5 separate regions of the Mus musculus genome follow, and regions 1, 2, 3 and 5 are each linked to region 4. Evidence: chromatin contacts called from public Hi-C, HiChIP or PLAC-seq and promoter capture Hi-C data. All regions are on one chromosome and are shown on one strand. The core of a region is the stretch at or near the end of the contact, and the rest is flanking DNA. Distances in the headings are between cores, read along the strand shown. Region 1 holds the start of Car12 (carbonic anhydrase 12). Region 2 has its middle 56 kb from the start of Car12. Region 3 holds the start of Tln2 (talin 2). Region 4 holds the start of Tpm1 (tropomyosin 1, alpha). Region 5 overlaps Tln2 (talin 2).

Region 1 (2,700 bases), core at 43-2,542, 340 kb after region 4:
TTCCTGACTGCGTGGGAAAGGTGATAGTAGGCAGATCCTGCCAGCCAGTCGATGAAGGTTCAGTAAAGGGGTAGTGGCTTGTTGCCCACCGGCAGAGTGTGGTCCTCCAAGGGGGGAAGGAGAGCAGAGCTCTGATACTGCTGGGCAGGAGCTGGGCTCTCTCCCCGCTGCCTGGCCAGGGGAATCATTGTTCAGCCACTGGGGTCACTCTTGGTCCCTTCTATTGCAACCCAAGAACAAGTATCACCACAGTGTGGGGACCCATTGACACAAACAAGCAGGACCCAGTCCCCACCTTCTCCCTAAGGTTAGTAGTAGCCTGAGGGAGAGGCAGGCTAAAGCTTGCTTTTCCTTTTCTTATTCCAAAGGAGTTAATTATCCAGGCTTTGGACATGAGCCCACAATTCAGGCTCCTCTTCCCACCTCAACCTGACACCCTGTTCAGCATACTTGCCCTTCGGGTTTCAGCCCCTTATTACAGTTAGAAATAAGGCATGTGCGCACACATGTAGGTTCAGTGTAGCAGAGATCTCGAGGGGAAAGACAATGACTAACGGTGGGCTACATTATCCCCTGGACACGGAGTGTGAAACCTACTGGTTAACTGCCTCTCTGAGGGTTCTGACGATCAGCCAGACACCCCTTCTTGCGGATCACAGCACACAGGAAGACAGTCCTTTCTCAGCGCTCTGCACGTGGTTCCGGGATCCTGGCTAGCAAGTTTCCAAGCCCCATCTCCAGAGGTAGTGTGCTCAGAAAAGAGGCAAATGAGTAACTACAACTGTGCACCAAGCACCGTTAAAAAAAAGTGCCTCCAACTAACCTCAGCTAACAGTGCATCCCAAACGATCCCAAAGCTAGCATCCTTTCTTGAAAATGTGCTAGGCACACAGCAACTTCCTTACTCGCTCAGTAGTGATTTTACTTTATCTTGCAAGAGCCTGGCAGAAATCCTCTCTCTGCCCAGGCATGGCTCAGTGCACAGGACTCTTTTTTTTTTTTTTTTTTTTTTTTTTTTTTTTTTTAAGTAAGCAGAAACTTTACCGTTGAGTGGGGCTGAGCTGGAAGGCTGCTTCTTAAGGATCACCAACAGGAGGACGACAGTCGCGCGCAGGCTGCGGTGAGGCATCTTTGTCCTGGCGACTCAAAGCTGCCACTCACTCGGAGCTGTGGGGCGCTCGGAGCTGGCAGCGGCGCACCAGCACAGTGTGCACTTAGCCTGGGACCAAGACGTGCACGTTGGTTGTGTAGACTCGTGGCTGCCTGTAGGCTGCTTTTTAATGCCGCGACTCAACCCTAAACATGATGTCATCAGGCAGGAGGGCGGGGCAGAAAGCCCAGCCTACCGGAGGGCAGGAGCCCCAGGTCCGAGGTGAGTTGAGGTCCTGACTTAAGTGGTCCTCAGTGGCCCACTGCGGCGGTCCTCTGGGCCACAGGTTACTTGGGGGAGCCAGTTCTCACAGGGAGGTATGGAAAGTCAGGGACCCGTGCAGCACTCACTTCCCTAGATGTGACTGTGGTCTGTCACTGCCCTTACTTGAAAGCCCCAGCATAGAATGCTGTTTGGGCCAAAGCCTCATTCAGGGTCTGAATGTTTCTGCCTGGTCTTAGCCAAGTAGCTGTGAATTACACATCACATCCAGATTAAGCTCTTCTCAACGAAACCACAAAGAGACTGCGAATCGGAAACTAAGATAAAGGGATTCACAGAAATGAGTCGCTTTTCTTGGCGATTAGCATTTCCCTTAGGAGGAGGAGGCATGTAGACAAGGCTTACTCCTTGTGCAAATTCACAGGATCAGCCCATCTTCGGTAGGCAGCAGGTGGAGAAGGTGCCCTCTCTGAAGTAGTGGTGAAAGAAAAGGACTTGCTTTATTACCGAGTGTCTACAAGCATCAGAGACCAGGCTAGGGGTTATGTGGACCAGTGGCCAGGCTGTTTCCAATGCTGGTTTATCACCTGTTGCTACTCCTGCCCACTATTCTCCAATCTCCGCTTGCTTTGCAATATGCACACTTACACTCTAGACAGGAGCCCGTTGTTCTGATCACGTTTGTGTCTAGCCCGCCCATGCGGAGCTGAATCTTCCTGGCCTCCTGCTCTGCTGTTCCCCACCCTTACCTCCTATATCGTCTGTTTGTTATTCCCGCCCGAGATGGTCTCTGCTTCCCTGGCTCCTCCATATCTCTCTACCACCTCAGGTGTGGGGCTCAGTTTCCTGCTCCTACTAACCCTGGTCTCCTGCTGCCTACACATACGGAATAGTACATAACCCCATGTTTGTAACCTGGCCCGCCATGCCCTCTTCTCTGGGCCAAGTCAACCAGCCCAGCCCTCCCCCATCCCCCATCTGTTCTGGCACTCAACCTACAACTCAGGTTGGCCTTGGTGACCAAAGAGGCCATTTGTTCACCTACAACTTGGAGAGACTGAGCAGCCGAGAACCACCAGGAAGCAGGTGTCGCCTGCATTTCAAGGGGTGTTATTGTTCTGTCCCTAACAGCTCAACTATTGTATGGGTAATAAAGGGCTTGAAATCTCTTCAAGGAAGTTGTTACAATGACAATTTTGTCACAATCATTTCCAGACCACAATAAGCTTAAGGGTGACCTTTTCTCAGAGATGAATAGCCTTGAATGAGCTCTGGAGTGGCTTAGGCAGTCTTGTTAAAGGCTGAGGTGGACTGGGGAGCAGAAGGCC
Region 2 (2,700 bases), core at 172-2,671, 390 kb after region 4:
GACTTCGCCCTGTCCTGTGCCTCCATGTGCAGTCCTGGCCTCAGAGTGTTCCTGTCTCCGAGGCCCAGTGCTCTGCAGCAAGCATCTCACCAGGCTGTGTTTGGTCTCACGCTAGTCTAGGATTCAACTGCTTGTCCATTCCTTCATGCCTACCTGTGGGTGCCACAGATCCTACCCACTTCACTTTATCTCTAGGTGAAGGGTCAGGTATACTTTCGTGTCAGGATAAGTTTATGGTAGCCACCCCTTCCCTTTTTTCTTTTCTTTTTTCTTTTTTTTTCCAGACAGGGTTTCTCTGACTGTGTAGCCCTGACTGTCCTGAAACTCACTCTGTAGACTGCCCTAGACTTGCAATCAGAGATCCACCTGCCTCTGCAGTTCAGTTAGTACAAACAAGCACACGCCACCAAGTACCATGTGAGTTCCAGGGCCCACGTGGTAGAAGGAAAGAACTGACACCCAATCGTGGTTCCTCTGAACTACACACGAGCACAGTGACAAACACACACACACAACAAATACATTTAGTCTTTTTTAAAAAGAGAGGGAGTCTTGTGGTCTCTTCAAGCTTTTTAATGCTGGGATAGTAAAATAGGACGGCTCTGGCTGAGTTGATGGTACATGGCTATGATTCCAGCTACTCAGAAAGCCTAAGGTAGGTGGGTCACAAATTCCAGACCAGTCTGGCCTATATTGCAAGCCTATTTCAAATCAAACAAACAAACAAACAAACAAACTAGGCGAAGTTAGTTCCTGGTCAAACCCTGAGTACTGAGAGTGGAGTCAGTCAGCCAGAGGCCCACTGGCTTGCTTTAGAACGTTGGGCAATTATTCTGAATCATTCTCACCAGTAGGAATGAAGGGTGAACACCTTGCAGCTGAGGGTGGTGCGACATGCCTCTCACCCCAGCATTTAGGAAGCTGGGGCAGGAAGGTTATTGGCTCATGATGAGCTGAGTCTGCACCAAAAGACGCTGTCTCCAAAAAGCAAGCAAGCAAACAAACAAAACCAATAACAAGAGTGCAGAGTGAAGAACAGATTTATACAACACTGGACATAAAGCACCTGGCACACAGTAGGTGGTCAGTACGGAGTGGCAGAAAGTGCCATCTGGTTACTTGAGAATCACCCACCTTGGGCACGATCTGCCTCATCCTATGAGCAAAAGCAGCCAGGCATTTACCTGCAGGAAAGCAAAAGGATGGAGGGTGTCCTCACGGGTCTGCCTCCTGCTTCTCCTGACACTAGGGACAGAACAGGGACATTGTTCTCCTTCTCTGGGGAAAGAGACACTAAATTACAGCCTCCAAAGATGATGGAGCAAGTACATAACCTAGACATAATTCATGGTCATTGCCATGCCCAGATTATTCAAATGTGGCCGTGCCAAAGAGCCCAGTGTGGACCTGGCTGCCAGAGAGTGTCCACGTGGGCTCCTGGAAGCCTCTCGCTGACAGTGCAGCATGTCCCAGGATGACAAGTCTCTGTCTAACCCCAGGTTAAATGCATAATGTGCTTATTATACATTTAAGTATATTGTTGATGTTTTGAACAGGCAGCTTCAACAACATTTCAGTACATCACTATCATTAAGGAGGGTTTTTAAAACTATGCTCCTTTGTGCTTGGGGAGGGGGATGGGGAGGGAGGGAAGACTGACATGATGCTATAATTTGACCATCTTAGCCTTCACATGATGTCACTTAACAGTTTGGACCTAAACACAATCAAGAAACGGGAAGCATGGGGGGGGGGGCGGACAGGGGGGGTCTGAACATCTGTCTCAAAGTATCTTCCTGGCTCCTTGTTTCCAGATGTAGGAATGAATGTCACCATTAGGTACCTTTTGAGAAGTCCTGACCCCAAAGGAAGAGAAGGAAGAGATAGCAGAAGTTAGTTTTGTTAGCTGGTTGCACGCACCTGGGAGTTTAAAATATGAGACCTGCTATCAACAACTCATCTCCTCGCTCCCCCATTCTAATACAGTTGGAGTGAGGGGAAGGCGTCCTGGCAGTGAGGACATTCTTAGAATCCTCTAGTAAATCTACTGGGTTTTCAGTGTTGAAATGGCTGCTGCCAGGTCCTCTCACCCTAGTGCTTAAGCCTCACCTCTTCCCTAGCCCCTACAGCCCTGGTTCATTCCACAAGCCTTAACTCAGCAAATACCATCTGTGGGCTTAGATATGGCTCAGTTGGTAGAGTTTTCCTAGCATGCATAAGGCCCTGGGTTCAATACCTGGGACCACATAAGCCAGGCATAATGGCTCATGCCTGCTAACATAGCACAGCCTGGAAGACACAGCCTTTTCATCAAAGTTGCAATCCTCAGGAATGGCACAACTTATGTCACCTGTTCATGATGTAAAGGATACTTTATTCCTGCAGGAGTTCTACTGAGAATTCTTAACCTAGATGTGAGAGGAGTCAGGTCCAAATTAAGCAACATGCAGTAAAACAGTGGCTTCGCACACAAGCTTCTATATGGTCAGCGTTGGTAAAGACAAGGGAAGGTCTAAGGAATGTTTCAAATTAACTAAGGCACTGTGAAAAGCAGGCCCTGGGCACAGCTTACAGGGCACAAGCTGAGCACACATAGACTCTGAGTTAAAGCCTGAAAACTACACAAAGACAGACATGGAAAGTAAAGGAAGTGTTTCTCCTTAAATTAGACCTGCGATTACAGAACAAAACAACAAAACA
Region 3 (2,700 bases), core at 26-2,525, 510 kb before region 4:
CTGTGGGGACCATCTCAGATTTAGGTTCCCCCAGGTCTGCCAACCTCAAGAGCAGAGATGGAATGCTCTCTTCTGTTCTGTGTTCTTTACATCTCAAAGATTCAGATCTGGTCTTTATTTCTTTAGCTTTCTTTAGCCTTTCTTCTTGCTAAAGGCTTTGGATAGTCTTCCTCCATGGTATACAAAAGTTCCGTTTCTTCTAAAACTCTGGTTTCATTTGTTTGTTTGGTCTGTTTGTTTGTTTGTTTGTTGTTTCTTGTTTTGTTTTTGAGGAAAGCCAGGAGCCTCAGTTGGGTTGATACAGGCCTTTTTGGATAAGGATGGGGGATATGAATTGGAGAAATGGTTAAGATTTTGGAACCGCAGACGAATTAGTCTCCTCTCCCATCTAGAGCTAGACAGAATGAGAGAAATATGTGTTTAGACACGGAGTTTTATTAGGAAGGCAACTGCCTGCTGTTGGTTCTGGTTCCAACATGCAGCTGATTTGGAGCAAGGTCTGTCAGCATTCTGAGCCTTAGCCTCATCTCTGAAGAGAGCACCTTCAGTTGCTGGCTTCCAAGAGCTCCTGTACCCCTCAGTCTACAGCAGGGAGATGGAGACTCTTTCTCTGTCTGAAGGAGCTGGGGTAGTTACAGGCTGTGAGGCTGCCCTGAGTCCTGGGACTGGGAACTTCACTCTTTCCTCTTCATAATCTGAAACCCAATCAGGAGTGTTTACTGTTGTGAGGATATTGCTCCCTGCTGTGATAGTTCTTCTTCATTACCAATTTGATGGGAGTTAGCATCACCATGGAAACAAGCCTCTGGGCATGGTTGTGAGAGAGTTTCTAGATTGGGTTAACTAAGGTGGAGAGTCCAGTAAATGTGGGGGACACCATTGTATGGGCTGGAGTCCTGCACTGAAGAGGAAAGAGAGCTGAGCACCAGCGTTCATTGCTCTCCGCTTCCTGCTCCATGCTTCTGCTGCCCTGCTGCCCTGCTGCCCGCACCCTAATGGACTGTACTCTTGAAAAATGAGCCAGGTAAAGGCAGTAGTCTTGGTCAAGAGTTTTATCACAGCAGTGAGTAAGTGAAACTTTGTTCTCGACAGAGTTTCTCTATGTAGCCCTGGTGGTCTTAGAACTGGCTCTGTAGACCAGGCTGGCCTCACACTTAGATCTGCCTGCCTCTGCCTCTCAAGCGCTGGCATTAAAGGTGTGTGCTGCCATGCCTGGCTAACTAATACATTGCTTAATGAGGTCTCTGAACTGACAGTTGTGTTTCTTTTGCCAGTGTGCTGCTGTAGGGTAACATCTGGACTGGAATAGAGGCTCCTCTGGTGCTTGGATGTCCCTAAGTTCCTGGATCGGCTTGTTGAAGACTGTAAGTAATGTCTATGTTGCTGCTTGATGAGACTGAAGAGATTGTGGGTTAAAGAGTCCAGCCAGACCTGGTTGGTGCACCAATTCCCTCCAGCCACAGTTAACCTTCAGCCATTGGCTATGTGTGCCCGATGATAAAACTATGAAATTGGCCCAGTACAAATCATGAAATTACTTAAAACATTATGATTTTTTTGGTGATATCCATTTCCACCTACTTATCTACCCACCTGCCTTTCTACCTATCTCTCATGCTATCTCTATGTATATGGATATGAATATCTATATCTATATAATTGTTGATAACTCAATCATGTGGTACTCTAGCCTGAACTTTGTAGATAACATTGTATTTGCAATGTTCAAAGTTTGGATGAGCCTCTGAGAGCCAGGTTCTTTCATGCCCAGCACCAAAAGCCTTGGAGATAGCAGTTGAAACTCTATGTGTGCCCATTCTGTTTCTACTACCAGCCAGCACCAGAGGCAGATACACCATTTTTACCATCCTGTCTCCTTTCTTCCCTTTTACGGTACTGCAGTTATACTGGCTGTTGCTTCTGGCCTATAGGTAGACAATACACATGATGGGAATGCAGGAACCATGGCCTCCCTAGCAACCTTCTCCCTGGTGCATGTGTGCACCTCCTCGTTCAGCCTGTTCCTTCCCACTGCCACATTTCCCCCCACCTAAATGTTCACACTTGCCTGTCTGTCTGTCTCCATCTCTCTCCATCCTTATCAAATCTTTCTTTGTACTTGCCTCAAGGTGGAGGTCTTCAACAGTCAGTTGGTAGACTGCTCATTCATTTGACACTTATTGAGTACACACCAGTCTTTCAGAATCAATCTGCTGTCATGTCCAACAAGAAGGAAGAGATGACATAAAAACCCAAGTCAACCATCACAGCCCTATCCAAGTAGCCTGGTGGATTCTAGGTACTCTCCGACTGGGTCACTAAAGTACCTTGTTAAAAGGCCAACCCCTTGGGTCATACCCATGTACTGAAACATCACCCTGTACTCCATTGTTCTTCATGTAATATGTTTTCTGTTTTTTTTGGGTTTTTTTTGTTTTTATTTTTGTGTTTTTTCTAGATAGGGTTTCTCTGTATATCTGTGGCTGTTCTAGAACTTACTCTCACTCTGTAGACCAGGATTGGCCTTGAACGCCCAGAGATCCTCTTGTCCCTGTTTCCCAAGTGTTGGAATTAAATGCATGTGTCAGCACTGTTCAGCTCAATTAATATTGTTTTAATAATTAAAATAAACTGTAGACCTACTGTGGGATGACTGGGTGAGACCTGAGAGTCAGCTCTGTTGACATGTTCAAGGTGTCA
Region 4 (2,700 bases), core at 199-2,698:
TACCATGTTTTCAGCACCAGCATCCAAATGCCTTACAGAGAGAGACAACTCCCTGTAAGGATCCAAGCAAGGAAACTGGACTAACAAGATGGCTCAGCAGGTAAAGGAGCTTGCTATCAAGCACAAAGACCTGTGTTGGATTCTTTTTTTTTTTTTTTTTTTTTTTTTTTTTTTTTTTTTTTTTTTTTTTTTTAGATTTATTTATTTATTATATGCAAGTACACTGTAGCTGTCTTCAGACACTCCAGAAGAGGGCATCAGATCTCATTACGGGTGGTTGTGAGCCACCATGTGGTTGCTGGGATTTGAACTTCGGACCTTTGGAAGAGCAGTCGGGTGCTCTTACCCACTGAGCCATCTCACCAGCCCCCTGTGTTGGATTCTTAAAGAGTTGCTCTCTGACCTCTACAGTCCACCAAAGCACGAATGCACCTCCATGACCCCGCCCCCCAAATAAGTAACCGACTCTAGTAAAACATGCAAATGAATAAATGGAGGGAAGCTACAGCATTGAAGCTGTTACAAATCACAGCTGCCGATGACTAAAGACCAGACACACACACACACACACACACACACTCACACTCACACCACTGACTCCCACAGGGAAGAAAAACGCCTAGACCGCTACACACTGACACACTCCCTCTGCCCTTTCCAAAGCACAGCGCAGGCACTTTTGGGCCTTAAGTCCCTAAAGTATTTTACTACCCACCCCCAGTTTGGTGAAAAGACTCGAGACTGCCTGTGTGTCACTATGTCCACTATCAGGGGCAGAGAGACAGGGTCTCAGGAATGGCCCTCAAACCTTCCTCCACCTCTATTTCTCTGCTCTGGTTGAAATGTCCAGACCGTGAGAGCCCAGGACGACAACTGGTGAGTGGGCTGAGTGCTGCCACAAGGACCCAGCTGGGTACCGAGAGCTCCCAGGCCCAGAGGGGAGGGGCAGTGGCCGTGACTGGCAGCCCCCGGACCTTACAATGAGCAGCACCCCAGGACCTGGAGGCAGAGTGAGCCGGTGCGCACACACCACCTGCCCTATTCCGGGTGGTTCCGGGCAGGCTCTTCTGGGGACCTTGACCGCCAGACGATGGCTCTGAGAGGTGGCTAGAGACTCTCGCCCAGTGCCGGGCTCCTCTCCAGCGAGGTCCCGGCGCTCTTTCCCAGGCGTGCAGGTTTAGAAATAGGACGGCCTCGCCCGGCCGCGGCCTCGGAGGCTCGGGTCCCCATATATAGTCATATCCACCGTCAACTGGGAGGCCGGCAGGCGGCAGCGAATGGGCGTGCGGGCCCCCGCGGGAGGAGCGAGGAGGGGGCACGGGGCGGAGGCAGGAGACTGGGAAAGGGGGAAGGAGGAACAAGCTTTTCCAAAAAAGTATTGGCTGTCCTAAGGAATGCGGTCGCCCCCCTGGGAAAGTACATATCAGGGAGCAGCAGGCAGCTCCGCGCTCGCACTCCGGCTCTGCTACCCCACCGCGCTCGCGTCTCCTCTCGCTCCGCTGCCTAAGGGCCCCTCGCCACCGCCACCATGGACGCCATCAAGAAGAAGATGCAGATGCTGAAGCTCGACAAAGAGAACGCCTTGGATCGAGCTGAGCAAGCGGAGGCTGATAAGAAGGCGGCGGAAGACCGGAGCAAGCAGGTCTGCATTTATCCCCAACCTCCAATGCCCCAGCTTAGCGTGGGTCGCTCAGCCCCGGGACCCGAACTGGCTCCCTTTCCTCATCCCATCCCCAGCCAGGGTGTCCAGGGGCGCACGTTTAAAAAAGAAAAGGAGAAGCGCGAGAGTTAGACTGATTCTAACTTTTCTGTCTCGTCCGAGGACGCTCGTGGCCCTTCTCTGACTCCCACGGTCTGCGAGGTCCACTGAGCTTCTTCCCTAGAGAGGCTCTTGACTCTTAGGGTTGGGAATCAGTTTTGAAAGAGGAAGAGAGAAAGGATACAAGTTCCCGGGTTGCCTGGAGGGAAGGGTGGGGGAGCGGAGCAAGGCTCAAGTCCTAAGGTGTCCGAAGTTCTTTGGACTTTTTGGTTGGGGAGAAAGATCCCTCAACACGGGATGAAGACTTTGAAGGGAAGAGGAGGGAGTCACTGAATTATTTCCTAAGAACAAAGATGGGACAGAATGGGAGACACACGGAAAGCTAGCCAAACAAGGACATGTTTCGGCAGTCCCTCAAATTGAGAACCTGAGCTTGCTGTCCTCGGCCGGCCGGAGCGTGTGGTCCCGGGTTGGGGGGTGGTGTGCGAGATGAGTCACTGAGTGAGATCTCTGGGAGAGATATCTTAGGGTCCCTTGAGCCCCAAAGCAGCGATCCCTTAGCCCCAGGGCTCCAGCCAACCTGGCACCCATTTGTTATGTGTCTCCCACCCGGTCCATGCCGGCCGCCCGCGCCCGCTCGCCGCTACCCCAGCTCGAGGAGGACATCGCAGCGAAAGAGAAGCTGCTGCGGGCGTCGGAGGACGAGCGGGACCGGGTGCTAGAGGAGCTGCACAAGGCGGAGGACAGCCTCCTGGCTGCCGACGAGACCGCCGCCAAGGTACCCCGGGCGCGCGGCGAGGCACTGCACACGAATGGCTAACTCTTTCTCTTTCTCTCTCCCTCCCTGTCTTTCCCTCTCTCTCTCTCTCCCGCTGTCCCTGTCCTTTATGGTCTATGCACCCTCAACCCGCACCTTGCGGGATCACGCTGCCTGCCGCACC
Region 5 (2,700 bases), core at 49-2,548, 410 kb before region 4:
TGCATGGTTTTGAGGGTAAGGGGGTGGGCTTGGGGAATACTATCTGTAGAAGAATATACAAGATGTCCTAAAGTCTTTCTTTTGGGTCTCACTTTGCCCTTTGTCTTGCAGAGGACAAAGTAGCCTTCTTTCTAGTCTCCTTGGAATGTCTTGAGTGTTGCTGCTGCTGGCAGCTCTTCATTGAGATTCTTTTGACTCAGACCAGCACCCAGCTTCTAGCTGGCAGGTTAGTTCAGGAAGCCAGGAGCAGAGAAATGGCCTCTCTCTGAGGAGTCAGATATCTTCCAACCTAGCAGAGTGGGGCTGTACTCACGGAGACGCTCTTTGAATGAAAGCATTCTTTAGATTTCTGCAGAAGAACAGAACAGACATGGCAAGGGATAGACATTGGGAAATGTTGGGAGAGTTTCAGTTGCAAAATGTTTCTTCTTCTCTCCCTTTGATTCTGGCCATTGCTGTGTGTGGCTGTCAGAGAACTCTGTCTTGTTTCTTCTTAGATTTTCTGACTTTGAAAGACAGGAATGCGCTTTGCTTTTCACTCGTGGCTTAGTCTTAATGTCTGAATACTCTAGTTTGGGGCCACAAAATACTTGCATCACTAATGCCTTAGATAGGCAGACACACTACAGGGGTATGGAGTCTCTGAGGAGAATCCAGGACCATGTGGCAGAATGAAGATCCCTTCTAGGCTCAGAAGAAGCAGGGAGGTCCTGTGCCACATGGTGTGTGAGGAGCTTGCTCATCTCCTGGGCCTGCAGTCGGGCTGTCTCTGAATCAGGGGTGAGGATGGAATAGAGGAGAATCTAGAAAATCCAGTCATGTTAGGTCTGGTAATTTCAGGAATTGTCAAATTTTCAGCATCAAATGGGGAGCTTTATAAGGCGAAACAGCCCGGGCTGACAGCGCCCTTCCTCTGGTGAATGAGAAGGTTTTGGTAGTAACTTTTGTTGACTTCTGATTGCATCAACCAGTGCTTTATGCTATCTCTAGACAGCAGTACCCAAGGAGCTGCCAAGTGACTCGATCAGAAGATAGAGTGCTCTTTGGAAGCCCGTGGTCTTCTAATTCCTTGAGTAATTCAGGTTTAACAAGAAGGATTTTAGGACGAGACATGTGGTTTGGTGATAGAAAGGGCTTGCCTGGCATAGTCAGGGCCCTGGATTCCATCTCTAGCACCACAAAAACCCCACCAAGCATTTTAAACAGATAGCTGTGCCCGCAGGAGGCCTGTTCTGTGTCAGCGTTCTCTGGGGACCTGTTAAGATCAGACAGTGAGCAATGAGTCTCTGCCACAAGCTGATTCTATCTCTGCTTCAAGAGCCTGTGGCTCAGATAAGCTCTATAGTGACGGCTGGACTTCGCTGGTTGTGTTAGCTGTGTGTTCACCCTGAGCCTGGCCCCTTCCCCAGTGGCTTTATTACAAAGCAGGAAATTTAGGCCCGAAGAGTTTAAAGCACATTGAGGGCAAATGACTAGTAAATTACTGTCCAAGATCAAATTTCTTCCTCTTAGCCACTATGCCTTCCCTCAGTGTAATGTTGAATTTCACAAATCTTGTTTTTTTTCTTTTGTGTGTGTGTGTGTGTGTGTGTGTGTGAGAGAGAGAGACAGACAGACAGACAGACAGACAGACAGACACTGAGAGAGACAGAGACTGAGGCGGGACAGGGGGAGAGAGAGACAGAGACAGACAAAGAGAGAGAGAGACAGACAGACACAGAGAGAGACACACACAGAGACACAGAGAGACAGACACAGAGACAGACACAGAGAGAGACATAGAGAGAGACAGAGAAAGAGACAGAGAGAGACAGAGAGATAGATATTTAGGATATATGACATGTTATTGCTTGTGTGTGCATGTATGTTTTTGCATGTATGTGTGTACATACACATATACATAGCTATGTGAAGTCCCTTCTTACCTCGGTTTGTTTCCATCTCTGTGATAAAACACCATGAACAAAGCAGCTTGGGGGAGGGGTTTGTTTGGCATCCACATCATGATCACAGTCTGACACTGAGAGAAGGCAGGACAGAAGCTCCATCAGAAACCTGGGAGGAAGAACTCAGAGAAGGTGGAGGAGGGCTGCTTGCCGTAGGGCTTGTTCATTGCGGGGATAGCTTGTTTTGTCTTTGTATATCATCTTGGACCACCTGCCTTGGGGTAGTGCAACTCCATTAATCAAGAAAATGCTTATGGACCAGTCTGGTAGAGACATTTTCTCAGTTGAGGTCCCTCTTTCTAGATGACCCAGTTTGCGCTGGATTGACACAACTGAAGCAGCCCAAGGCCCGAGGTTGATAGCCATCTATCCTCACCTCTTTCCCTCTGTACTCACTGAGGCCTGCTCTCTCTCTCTCTCTCTCTCTCTCTCTCTCTCTCTCTCTCTCTCTCTCTCTCTCTCTTTCTCACTCAGATCCAGAGCTTGCTATCCAGCTTGCCCTCACACTCCCCTCTCACACCTCCGAGGCAGCAGTTATGGAAAGGCCACCATGCCCACCTGTCTGTCCTTCCGGAGGGTGTCAGGAACTCTAAGCGCTGATCTTCACACTCTGTACCGAGTACTGGAACCTTCAAGCCATTCTCCCAGCCCAGTCTCCAACTCGGGCCCTGTGGAGACTCGCTTGGCATTGAGGAGGCTCCCTGGCTTTGGTGACTTGTGACTTTTTCTGAGTGGTGTGTTGCAGCCGTAGATA

The links. A called contact is a pair of places that touch in the nucleus more often than the background predicts. HiChIP or PLAC-seq counts read pairs in DNA pulled down with a chosen protein or histone mark. Capture Hi-C pulls out chosen DNA fragments and counts their contacts.
Region 1: a contact with region 4 is called in a promoter capture Hi-C map of liver. The contact joins the promoter of Car12 here to the promoter of Tpm1 in region 4. A contact is called at or near these places in 2 of 39 promoter capture datasets (embryonic stem cells and hippocampal neurons), 2 of 484 Hi-C or Micro-C datasets (forebrain and muscle stem cells), 2 of 115 datasets of contacts at active chromatin or transcription factors (the SCID.adh cell line and bone marrow-derived macrophages) and 1 of 9 other capture datasets (liver).
Region 2: a contact with region 4 is called in a Hi-C map of cerebellum, with 3 times the contacts expected there. The contact joins the enhancer-like site here to the promoter of Tpm1 in region 4. A contact is called at or near these places in 2 of 39 promoter capture datasets (erythroid cells and liver), 2 of 15 datasets of contacts at CTCF or cohesin (the NIH/3T3 cell line and embryonic stem cells), 14 of 484 Hi-C or Micro-C datasets (the Ba/F3 cell line, the G1E-ER4 cell line, the N1E-115 cell line and 7 more), 5 of 115 datasets of contacts at active chromatin or transcription factors (astrocytes, bone marrow-derived dendritic cells, bone marrow-derived macrophages and 2 more) and 2 of 9 other capture datasets (embryonic stem cells and liver).
Region 3: an H3K4me3 HiChIP or PLAC-seq map of craniofacial prominence shows a contact between it and region 4, with 4 times the contacts expected there. The contact joins the promoter of Tln2 here to the promoter of Tpm1 in region 4. A contact is called at or near these places in 2 of 39 promoter capture datasets (the 3T3-L1 cell line and hippocampal neurons), 2 of 484 Hi-C or Micro-C datasets (the N1E-115 cell line and uterus) and 4 of 115 datasets of contacts at active chromatin or transcription factors (craniofacial prominence, embryonic forebrain, embryonic hindbrain and 1 more).
Region 5: a contact with region 4 is called in a Hi-C map of the N1E-115 cell line, with 10 times the contacts expected there. The contact joins the enhancer-like site here to the promoter of Tpm1 in region 4. A contact is called at or near these places in 2 of 39 promoter capture datasets (the 3T3-L1 cell line and cranial neural crest), 1 of 484 Hi-C or Micro-C datasets (the N1E-115 cell line) and 1 of 115 datasets of contacts at active chromatin or transcription factors (embryonic limb bud).

The regions. Positions count from the first base shown.
Region 1 is chr9:66,712,278-66,714,977 of GRCm38.p6, reverse strand. Car12 (carbonic anhydrase 12) reads right to left here and starts at 1,292. Exons shown (of 11, transcript NM_178396.5): 1 at 1,045-1,292. The coding sequence starts at 1,129.
Region 2 is chr9:66,655,967-66,658,666 of GRCm38.p6, reverse strand. No RefSeq gene overlaps it. Among named protein-coding and RNA genes, the nearest start is that of Car12, 56 kb to the left of the region's middle. Within about 2 kb of position 1,421, at least 3 of the 459 cell types and tissues checked have an H3K27ac peak or open chromatin away from gene starts, as enhancers often do. A contact at or near this core is called in cerebellum, where this site is marked.
Region 3 is chr9:67,558,278-67,560,977 of GRCm38.p6, reverse strand. It overlaps Tln2 (talin 2), which reads left to right and starts at 1,275. Exons shown (of 58, transcript NM_001081242.2): 1 at 1,275-1,364.
Region 4 is chr9:67,047,961-67,050,660 of GRCm38.p6, reverse strand. Tpm1 (tropomyosin 1, alpha) reads left to right here and starts at 1,448. Exons shown (of 10, transcript NM_001164248.1): 1 at 1,448-1,642. The coding sequence starts at 1,529.
Region 5 is chr9:67,462,184-67,464,883 of GRCm38.p6, reverse strand. The region is part of intron 1 of Tln2 (talin 2); the gene reads left to right. Among named protein-coding and RNA genes, the nearest start is that of Tln2, 96 kb to the left of the region's middle. Within about 2 kb of position 1,298, at least 40 of the 459 cell types and tissues checked have an H3K27ac peak or open chromatin away from gene starts, as enhancers often do. A contact at or near this core is called in the N1E-115 cell line, where this site is marked.